Linked DNA regions of Mus musculus: all the other regions are linked to region 2. A link is a contact called in public HiCAR-type and HiChIP or PLAC-seq data. All regions are on one chromosome and are shown on one strand. The core of a region is the stretch at or near the end of the contact, and the rest is flanking DNA. Distances in the headings are between cores, read along the strand shown. Region 1 has its middle 49 kb from the start of Gm46018. Region 2 holds the start of 4930583K01Rik (RIKEN cDNA 4930583K01 gene). Region 3 holds the start of Plekha7 (pleckstrin homology domain containing, family A member 7).

Region 1 (3,205 bases), core at 479-2,978, 1.6 Mb before region 2:
AAAAGTGACTAGCTCTTCAACATCAACTACCAAAAAAAAAAAAAAAAAAAAAAAAAAAGCCTTCTTGCCTCTTCCCCAGTATGTTTCCCCTTTTGGAAGCAAACAGGGTCAGATGGAGTTGTTGGCAATCGTTCCAAATGGGGCGATGGATGCAGAGAACAGCATCCAGCAGGACAATTAGGCCTGGGACTTATCCAGAAAAGGTGGGAGGGGGTCCTGGGTCTTCCAATTATACAGATTTGAAGTAGAGGAAAGAACAGAGGTCGGGAAAGGGCGATGACCCTCCTCTAAATAGCTACTCTGTGCCCCAGGAGGGCACAGCATCTCCACCAATGGAACAACAGAAGCTGGGGTCTGAGTAGAGTCTGGGGCATGGTGGGACCTCAAGTGGAAAGCCAATGGTGGAGAAGGTGGTGTGGGAGGGGGAGGTTGGGGAATTGGATGTCTCCACCAGGAGGGAAGTAAAAGAGTGTATAGATCCAGAAGGGGAAGTGGGTGAAGGGGTGGGGGCAGGGGTGGATAGAGTGGGGTGGGACAGGATGGGAAGGAGGGGCCTGAGGTGTGTGTGTGTGTGTGTGTGTGTGTGTGTGTGTGTGTGAATCTGGAAGAGGTAGAGGACACGGAGAAGATGGCCTGAGGTGGGCTTGGGAGAGTGGGGGGTGGGGGGGTGGGGGGGGAAAGCCTTGGTTTCTTAAGGTGTCAGGATAGGTGTTGGGAGACAAGTGACAAGGAATTTTTTAGAGACCAAATTAGTAGATTTTCTCAGCTAAGGAAATAAGTCAATTCAAGCGGAATTAGAAGTAAAAAAGGGCAGGTTTATTTGGGAACGACTCCCATGCGAGTTTGCCAGCCTCAGTGGGTGAGACCGGAAAAAGTCTTGGGCAGGCTGTGACAGGGAAGTTTTTTATGGATTGTAGGCGAAGGATAATCACGTGTCTGCTACACGCTGGGCTTGTGCCCTGTTGTGGTCATCTTTTGGGGGGGGGGAAGGGGGGCTTAGGTGGCTGGCGACTTCAGGGGCGGGGTTGGGACAGCTGTCAGGAACTGGGCTTGGGTGCCTTTCTTCTGCTCAGAGGCTTTCCGGAGTGGGGGTTGGAGAGAGGGAGGGATCGAGTTTACTGACTTGGGGGTGGTGGTGGTAGGGATAGGGAGATGGGTGAGGGGGCAAGCTGGAGGCTCCAACTGAACACAGAACAGCAGAATAATCCCTAGAAGCAAACTGTTTAAGCTGAACAGGTGGGTTTAAACTAGAGCCCCACTGATCAATATAAGCTGCCTGATCAGGACGCGTGGGGGCCGATGAAACCTTGAGCCAGACTGCCTTCACGATAGCGTTGTCCAGGGAACTGGTAGATGGTCATTTCACTTCAGAAGAGGAGCAGTTAATCTCAAAGTAAGTGCGCAGCCTTTCTTTTCCCATATTCCTCCGCAGCTCCTTGGGAGAAATTTTTTTTTTAGCGCATACACCAAAGGGGTGAGAATTTCGAGTCGATGGTCCTCAACTTAATTGACTAAAGGAAGTTCTATTATGACCAAGTTAAATGAGAGAAGACCCCACTAAACACCTGCCACAGCTCCCTTGTTGGTGGGACTCATCGAAACTCCACGTGTAGTAGGGACAGTTGACTCCAGGATCGGATTGGTATGGCTGGAATTTCCCTCTGTCCTGGAGAGGAAAGACTACCCGCCCCCCATCCCACTCCACCCCACCCCAACCCCAAAAAACAAAAAACAAAAAGACGAATGATTGAGTGCCACCTAGTGGCAGAATCCAGAACAAACAGCCGTAGACTCTCCAAGGATCAAAAAAAAAAAAAAAAAAAAAAAAAAAGCACGTAGGGGCTGCCACCTAGTGGCACAATGCGGAAAACCCGGCAGAATCAGCTTTAGCTCCACTTTTCTTCTGGGGAGGCAAGAGCCAGGAGGCAGGGTGGAAGGGTGGATAGAGGGGAGGACAGGACTATTAATTAAGGACTCAGAACTCCTAATTTGCTTAATCAGAGTGGTTGTCAGTAATTATCTCAGGTACATAATTACATTGGAGGTATCAGGGAGATTCCCCTGGCTCCGTGAGGAGCCGTATTCCTGGCCAGGCAGAGGTGGTGGTGGTGGTGGTGGGGTGGTAGTGAGGGGGCCGGCCCTGACAAATTTTCCAGGGCCGCCCTCCTCGCAGTGAGTCTGGAGAGATATTTTCCCAAACAGGAAGACAGAGTCCTCTTAACACTCTCAAGAGTACTGAATTAAGTTCTGGGTACTGAATTAAATTCTGTTTCTGGTTTCTAGTTCCGGTTGATGGAAGGGGAGACTTCTGGCTAAGGAGACACCCCAAAGAAAGGGCTTCTTTTCCAGATCAGGGATTTAGGTCCAAAGAAGACCCAGTTCTTTTGGAAGCCCTCTTCCTGATTTAGTCCTCCTACACTAAACTAGCATGCCAGTAGTAGGGTTACCCTGTATTCTGGTTATACCTCTTATGAGAGATCTGGTTTTGGGATTGCTGAGTGAATGTTTGGCCAACTGTGTAAATAATGTAAATGATTAAATGCATGACAAGAAAGTTTGACCCAGGTAGTTGTAGTTGTTTGATTTTGTCACTGGTGGTTCTGTTTTGTCTCCTCGTCCTATTTGTCTCCAATCCTCTTGGTCTCTGAGAAATGTCTTGGTGCCCAACTTCAGGGATTTAGCATTTTAAAAGGCAAAACCACAGAGATGTATCAAAGTTCCACCAGGGTCAGAGTAATCCTCCAGCATTCACTCCTGGCAGAGCGCAGCAGTTATTTTAGACCGAACTTGGTGATTATTTTTGTAAATACTTCTGTAAATACTAGGAGTCAAGGTCATGGAAATCTCAAATGTGCTGCCGAGGCGGATATAACCGAGGCAGGAGTGGGGCAAAGGGCTGAGAATTATCAAAGCAAACACAAAATGGAGTCAGAACAGGATGCCATTGCCTTAGCCATTTCAAAGCAAATGTCAGGTCCCGTCTACTCAAGGCCAGAGGTTCACAAAGTGGATTGACCCTAAATGTGTCTACCACAATTGGGTCTAACTATCAGGAGCTGAGTAAATTCAGGGACCATGGCTAACACACACACAAGCTTCAACGTGTTTATGATTATTGATGCGGGAGATACTTGGAGCTAATGTCTGTAGGGAGTGGTATGCCTAGGACCATCTCTTCCAGGACATGTCCTTGAGAGCAGCCCTC
Region 2 (3,242 bases), core at 563-3,062:
TCAAATCTAGACTTAGGCATTCGTTTTTACAATCATTTAGTCACAAACATCAGTTCTCAAGAGACACAATGTTTAGGAATGCACGTTAAACAAAATAAGTGTACCCCTATTAGCCAAAGAGCATTTTAATTTCTCTACCAACTCTTAAAATGTAACACACTAACTTCTAAAATACTCCACTTCCAAGCTGTTCTGAAATTAGGAGGATCTACTAGAAAGCAAGACCAACACCAAAAAGTGTACGCTTTCCATTCACGTGGCCATTCTGAACAACGGAGTGTACTTCAAAGAATACATCAACTTCTACTGAAAGACAGGTTTTATACATTTAGGAAGTCCTAGGCACTGTTAAAGCTCAAGTAGTCTCTGAATACTTGAAGCCTTTACTCAGCAAAGAATGGGAACCTACATTAAGTATAACCAGTCCATAATCAGAAAGAACTGACTAGAAATAGTTTTTCTTTCGTATTTTTCTCTTAATATTTTAAATCCAACCAGACTCCAATTCCTTCATGCAAAACGAAATTTCTCTACTCCTGAGAATACAAATTCACTCCAAAGCGCCCTGGGAAATTACTGTTTCCAGAAAAACTATTTCTGCAGTTGGGGAAAACTTAAAATGCCCCAGTGCCTGATTGTGTCGATTTCATTCACAGTCCCATAATCTCATCTTTTGGTCGACTAACATCCTGTCTAAAGTCAGAGGAAGACCTCGGTAGAGTTCTCAGCTTTTAAAATACATTAATTAACACGTGGGAGTCCAGAAGGACGCAGAGTTAAGGTGGTCTTTGGCATGAGGACTGGACGCGGAGCCGAGGAAGTTAATAGGTAACAGGGAGGGTTCCTGGACCTCAAATCTCAACTTGGAGTTAGACGGCAGTGGAACGTCCTCCTCCACCCAAGCTCAGAGCCACTGCTCCAGCCATCCGGCTGAGGCGGCCAGCCGGGCACAGAGGCCTCCGCTGCCCGCAGCTTTCCTGCCGGACCAGGCCCGGAGGACACCCAGGAAGCCGCGCCCGGCTCCAGGGACCGCGGGCCTAGGCCGCGCCTCCCAGTCCCGCGGGCCTAGGCCTCGGCCAGCTCCAGGCGAGGCTCGACGCGGTCACCCACCTGGGTTGCCAGTCATTCCAGCTCCGCGGGTACTTGGTGCCGCCGCCGCCGCTGCTCAGCCGAGACCCCGGGGCTCTGCGGCTCATTACCTTCCCCGACACGACATGGCCAAGCGCCGCCGCCCGAAGAAGCGCGAGTCGCCGCCTGAACCGGCCGCCGCCGACACTGCGATCTGGCCCGGGGCTGAGGAGGAAGCCGCGGAGGGGGCGGCGGAGGGCGGGGGAGGCGGACGGCCGTTCCGGGTTCCGCTGGAGCCCGCAACGCAGGAGCAGGAGGCGGGAGCGGCGCGGCGAGGGGGAGGCGGAGGCAGGCGAGGCGACGTCTCTTCCAGGGCAGCGCGCGGCCCGCGACGCTGGGGCCCAGGAGGACGAGGACAGCGAGGAGGCGGTGGCGGCGGCTCCTCACGCTCACACGGCCACGGCTTCCCCGCCTCCCGGCTCCGCCCGCCGCGCCGCCGCTGCCGCACGGCATGCTGGGAGCGAGGGGCGGTGCCGGCGCCCTAGGAGCCTGGAGAGGGGCGGGGCTCGGGGTGAAAGGCGGGGCTATTGGTCACAGAATATGGACTAGAGGCGGGGCTTATGACAGGGGTAGGGTCACCTAGGAGGGGCGGTGCCGGCGCGCCCCAAGCCTGGAGAAGAAGGGCGGGACTAGTTGGGGCGTGGTCTGTGGCTGCTGAACCTGGAGAGGGGAGGGGCGAAAGTCAAAAGGCGGGACCTGCTCGAGAGGCACTGGAGTTCTGAGAGCCTAGACTTCAAGGCGAGGTCCGCGTTCGCGTAGCTAAAAGGGGTGGGGCTTTGAGGAGAAGGCGAGAACTACTGGAGAGCAGGGACCCGAGCGGACCTCCCTGGGCCTCCTGAGCAGCAGCTCTGTCTGCGGGTGGTAGAGAGCAATGTGGACTCGTCGCGGGGCATCATGGGAGAGGGGATCTCCACCCCGGGTCCACACACGCCCTCCCATACACTCGGAGGACCGGCAGTCAGGTGTGAACAGGCGTCCAATGGAGGACAGGAGGGGGAGCGTGCCCTTGAGCGCTAATGCGCGCACACAGATGTGCCCTTGGCGCTCACGTGCGTCCACCTGCCTGCCACCGTCTTAAGGGAAAAAGTCAGAATAGTAAAATCGAGGAAGGGGAAGTGAAAGCGACACCTTTTCAACCCCTACCTGAAATGTCATGCAGTCCTGGTACATATTTTCCAAAAGTGAAAAACAACGCCTGCTTCCTGCCCCATGAACTGTGCTCTGTAATCTGGTTCCTTCTAGTAGTAAGAGGCCTGTTACCCACACTCTCCTGAAAGAATTCGATAAAGCACTGGGCACATTATGTGAACGCAATATACTCCTTTGTGTGCGTGTTTACATGTGAAGTACAGAGAACAACCTCAAGTGTTGCTCATAAGCCTCCAGCTACCATGTATTTTGAGGCAAGGTCTCTCTCTCACTAGCTGGCCAGAGAGCCCCACGAATCTTCTGTTTCCTCAACGCTGGCTTTACAAACGGTGACACCATTTCTGGCTTTTTTTCAGGTGGTTTCTCGTGTGTGCGGGGCAAGCACTTTAATGACTGAGCTATCTCCCTAGCTGCAGGCTCAACTTTAAAAATAGCCGAGATACACATCAAGCAAGTATTTAAACCTTTTCCACATAAAGTTTTTAGGCCATCCATCGTTTTGCCTCACAAGAGAAGTATGTATACATCACTTAAGTAATTCAAAATTGTTACCAAGGACATGGCTCAGAAAGTAGAATGCTCAAAGCAGGAGCAAGCACGAATCACTGGGTTCCATCCCCAGCACCCCATAAATGCAGCATGACGATGTGTCTGTAACCCTAGCATTCAAGAAATGGAAACCGGAAGTTGTTCAGGCTCACCTTCCGCAAACCTGGCCTACATGGGACACTGCCTACCCAACCCCCAAGAAATAAAACTATCACTAAAGTACTTAATTATCAGGCGATATCTCCCTATGAGTATATCCCTTACATTTTTCCACCATCTGATCCTGAGTATGCCCACAAATCCGTCAATGAAGGAGGATCCTGCTATTCCAAAAGACAATCAAATGATTTTTTTTCTCTTTCTGCCACCCACATTGCCCACCATTGCAGAAGAAGTGGGGGGAAAGTCTTCTGAAA
Region 3 (3,210 bases), core at 406-2,905, 1.9 Mb before region 2:
AGCAAGGGTCCTTCTTGTCATTCAAATTCCAAATGTCACCTGCTCAGAAAAAAAGTCATCAGGACCTACCAGTCCCATCAGCCATCCAATCACTTCAAGTCACATCCCCTCATGTTAATTTTCCGCACAGCAGTCACCGTTACCTGCTATTATTATTTGTTCACTCTTTGTTCCCTTTCCTCCCGTGGGTTACAAATTGACGAACAGAAATAGTGAGCACCTCCCTTGCATAGAGCACATCCATCAGCAGCCACTATACAAGAGTCCCATGTGACAAAGGAGGCTCGGGGACTTTCTTCACATATTCTGATCCAGATCTAAACATTGTTTCCAAGTTGGTGAAGAAATGAATTCTGAGTCACGGTCGCGCACAGTACACCGAGTGCCAGTCAAACCATGGAGCGCCAGACCTTTGGCTAGTTCATTCATTCCATAAACAAACATTTACAGAGCTCCTACTCTATGCCAGGCACCGACTGACTGGGGCAAACGATCAAAGGCAAGTTCTGACTCCCAGGACCCACAGGAAGCAGAGGGAGGAACGCTGCAACACAGGCACCTTGCCCGACTGGGAAAAGTGAAGACTGTACACTCGTGTCCCCTTACAACTTCGAGATCAGATCCACGCGGACCAACAGACCAAGAATAACTTGGGACAGCGCCCAGAGGCTCAGGCGGCAAAGCTCCCGTTCTACTAGCCCGGGCAGAGCAGATCGTCCGCGTTCCTCGGCGTTCGGCGCCCGCCGAAGACGCGCGGGTAGAGTTCCAGGAATATCATTGGCTGCCTGGGAGCCCCACCCCCATCCCATCCCTGAGAAGCAAGGATGCGGCGGCCCGGGTCGCGCTCCAACTCTCCACGGCGAGCCCAGCCAGCGCGGCTAGAGTAGCGTCGGGGCCCCTCTTCCCCCTCCCCCACGCCCAAGCCCTCAGGCCACACTCCCGACCCACGCGAGCCCTACTCCCCGCCACCCGCCACTGTGCCCAGCGCAGGCCCCCGGGGTAGGCGTGTCCCGGGGGAGCCTTGGAGTTTGCAGGCTCGGCCACCGGCGGGCGGGACCTGGCCAGGCCCCCTGCGGCGCTGCGAACCCCCGTACGCAGCCGTCCCCCCGAGCCCGCCACCGTCAAGCAAACAAACCCCGAGCGCCGAGCCCGCCAAGGCTGCGGGAGAGCAAGGCAGGTGCGGCCGCGGTGCGGATTCACTTACTCGATGAAGAAGCTGGCGCCCTCCTCCGTGAAGCCCTCCTCCCAGCCGCGCGGCAAGTCTGCGGGAAGGCGAGAAAAGTTGGTCAAACTAGCGCAGCCGTGGCGACCCCGCTCCGCACCCTGCATCCCGCACCGACCCAGCGCCCACCTGAGCGGATCATGTGACCCGAGTTGACCGGTTCGCCGGTCCGCGGGTGCAGCCAGGTCGTGCAGCGGAGCTGGTCACTACGGGAGAGGTGCACCTGTTAGCGCCGCCGCCCTCCACGCCCGCCCGCGGCCCCAGCCCCAGCGCACGACCCCGTCCGGGTGTCGCCGCCCCTCACGCACTTGATGAAGAAGACGCGGCCGTCCCGACAGACGCCATAGGACCAGTGCTCAGGTAGGGTGTCCCGCCCGACCGCAGCCGCCATGTTCGCCCAGCGCCTGAGCCCCGGGCCGGGGGAGGGGGGGGGATGGGTTAAGGGGCGGGGTAAGGGGCGGGGCGAGGAGATAGGGGTGCAAGTTGTTGGACAGAGTGAGTGGGAGGGACGAGAAACGGGGAGCTGGAGTAACTAGGAGTTGGAACAAGGAGTTGGGTAGGGATAGGGAGGGGAGGACAAGATCTGAGGAGGGATAGGGAGAAGGGTGCATTGGAAGAAATGAGGGGGAGAGCAGGAAGGAGTGGAGAGGGGCTGAGACAAGAGGGACTTGGACCGACCCTACTGGGTTCCCCTGTGGTGGGTGCAGCGTGGGCTCCCAGCCTTGGTGACTCGCAGTTCGAGGTCACGGCCGGTGCTTCCAAAGTTCACTGGTGGAAGGCCGGCCGGAGCAAGGCACAAGGCCCCGCAGCCTTTGTCCCCGAGACTCGCGGGCGAAGGAACAGTCTAGCCCCCCCCCATCCCCCACCCTTGACACACACACCCTTGCTCCAGGAAAAGCAGGCGACCTGCACACCTCTGCTTCTCCTCCCCCCTACCCCGGAAGTGTGCTTCTTTCTTAGACAAGGAACACCGAACAGGTTTCTGCTGGATTCCGGAGCAACCTCCAAGTCTAATGTAAAATAGGAGAAAAGCTTGCCTGTGATTCCAGGCCTGGGGAAACTGAAACAGAAGGATTGCTGAGAGTTGGAAGACACAGAACTGCTTGACAGAGTTTCAGTGCAGCGCGGGTTACTATGAGACTCTGTCTCAAAAAACAAAAAGGTAGGGGCTGGAGAGATGGCTCAGCAGTTAAGAGCACTGACTGCTCTTCCAGAGGTCCTGGGTTCAAATCCCAGCAACCACATGGTGGCTCACAACCATCTGTAATGGGATCCGATGCCCTCTCCTGGTGTGTCTGAAGAGAGCAACAGTGTACTCACATACATTAAATAAATCTTTAAATTAAAAAAAAAAAAATGCGTGTCGTCCCCCCCCCCCCCCTTCTGAAGCTGTAGAGATCACAGGCAAAAAAGAGAATGCTGGGTCTGGATCTCCCTGCTCTCATTTTGGAAGAGCTGTCAAGCCGAGCTCTTTACCTACTTAGGTCTTGGGGAGCGCTCCTGAACCCCCCAGAGTAAAAGGAAACCCTTAGCTCACTCATTTGCTCCTAATTGACGTTTGTGTGTTTACTCTTTTGCGTCAGTTGGACAAGAGAAGGGGTTTTGGTCTGCCCCAAACTCCAGGACCTGGGCGCCTGAACTATCTGCCTCAGCCTTTAAACTGCAACTCCTCAGCAGCAGAAGAGCAGAAGAATGCAAAACACTCAGACACTCTGTCACATTGCAAGTGGGCGGAGCAGCAGCCGGAAGCTAGGCGCTGGGCAAGGGTCAGGCCAGCCTTGCAGAGACAAAAGCTGCGGGTCTAAGGAGTCTCACAAGAGGGTGCAACTGTCTGCACTGGGCACTGGAATGAGAGATCAGTAGGATGGACCCTGAAGGGGGCACAGCCGGAGCTCTCCCGGTGTTTCTTGACCTGTGGGTCGCGAGCCCTTGGGGTAGCATGTCAGATATCTATTCTGTATATCAGATATTTACCTGCATTATGATTC

What was found. HiCAR-type assays count read pairs that join an accessible place to other places. HiChIP or PLAC-seq counts read pairs in DNA pulled down with a chosen protein or histone mark.
Region 1: a contact with region 2 is called in a HiCAR-type map of astrocytes, with 4 times the contacts expected there. The contact joins the enhancer-like site here to the promoter of 4930583K01Rik in region 2. A contact is called at or near these places in 3 of 39 promoter capture datasets (the C10 cell line, hippocampal neurons and pre-B cells) and 2 of 115 datasets of contacts at active chromatin or transcription factors (astrocytes and large pre-B cells).
Region 3: an H3K4me3 HiChIP or PLAC-seq map of pro-B cells shows a contact between it and region 2, with 8 times the contacts expected there. The contact joins the promoter of Plekha7 here to the promoter of 4930583K01Rik in region 2. A contact is called at or near these places in 2 of 39 promoter capture datasets (hippocampal neurons and pre-B cells), 1 of 115 datasets of contacts at active chromatin or transcription factors (pro-B cells) and 1 of 9 other capture datasets (adipose tissue).

Annotation. Positions count from the first base shown.
Region 1 is chr7:116,606,788-116,609,992 of GRCm38.p6, forward strand. No RefSeq gene overlaps it. Among named protein-coding and RNA genes, the nearest start is that of Gm46018, 49 kb to the right of the region's middle. Within about 2 kb of position 1,729, at least 37 of the 459 cell types and tissues checked have an H3K27ac peak or open chromatin away from gene starts, as enhancers often do.
Region 2 is chr7:118,242,095-118,245,336 of GRCm38.p6, forward strand. It overlaps 4930583K01Rik (RIKEN cDNA 4930583K01 gene), which reads left to right and starts at 1,813. Exons shown (of 2, transcript NR_027879.1): 1 at 1,813-1,871; 2 at 2,634-3,242. Smg1 (SMG1 homolog, phosphatidylinositol 3-kinase-related kinase (C. elegans)) reads right to left here and starts at 1,543. Exons shown (of 63, transcript NM_001031814.1): 1 at 1,111-1,543. The coding sequence starts at 1,196.
Region 3 is chr7:116,306,721-116,309,930 of GRCm38.p6, forward strand. Plekha7 (pleckstrin homology domain containing, family A member 7) reads right to left here and starts at 1,656. Exons shown (of 27, transcript NM_001305185.1): 1 at 1,531-1,656; 2 at 1,352-1,428; 3 at 1,205-1,262. The coding sequence starts at 1,613.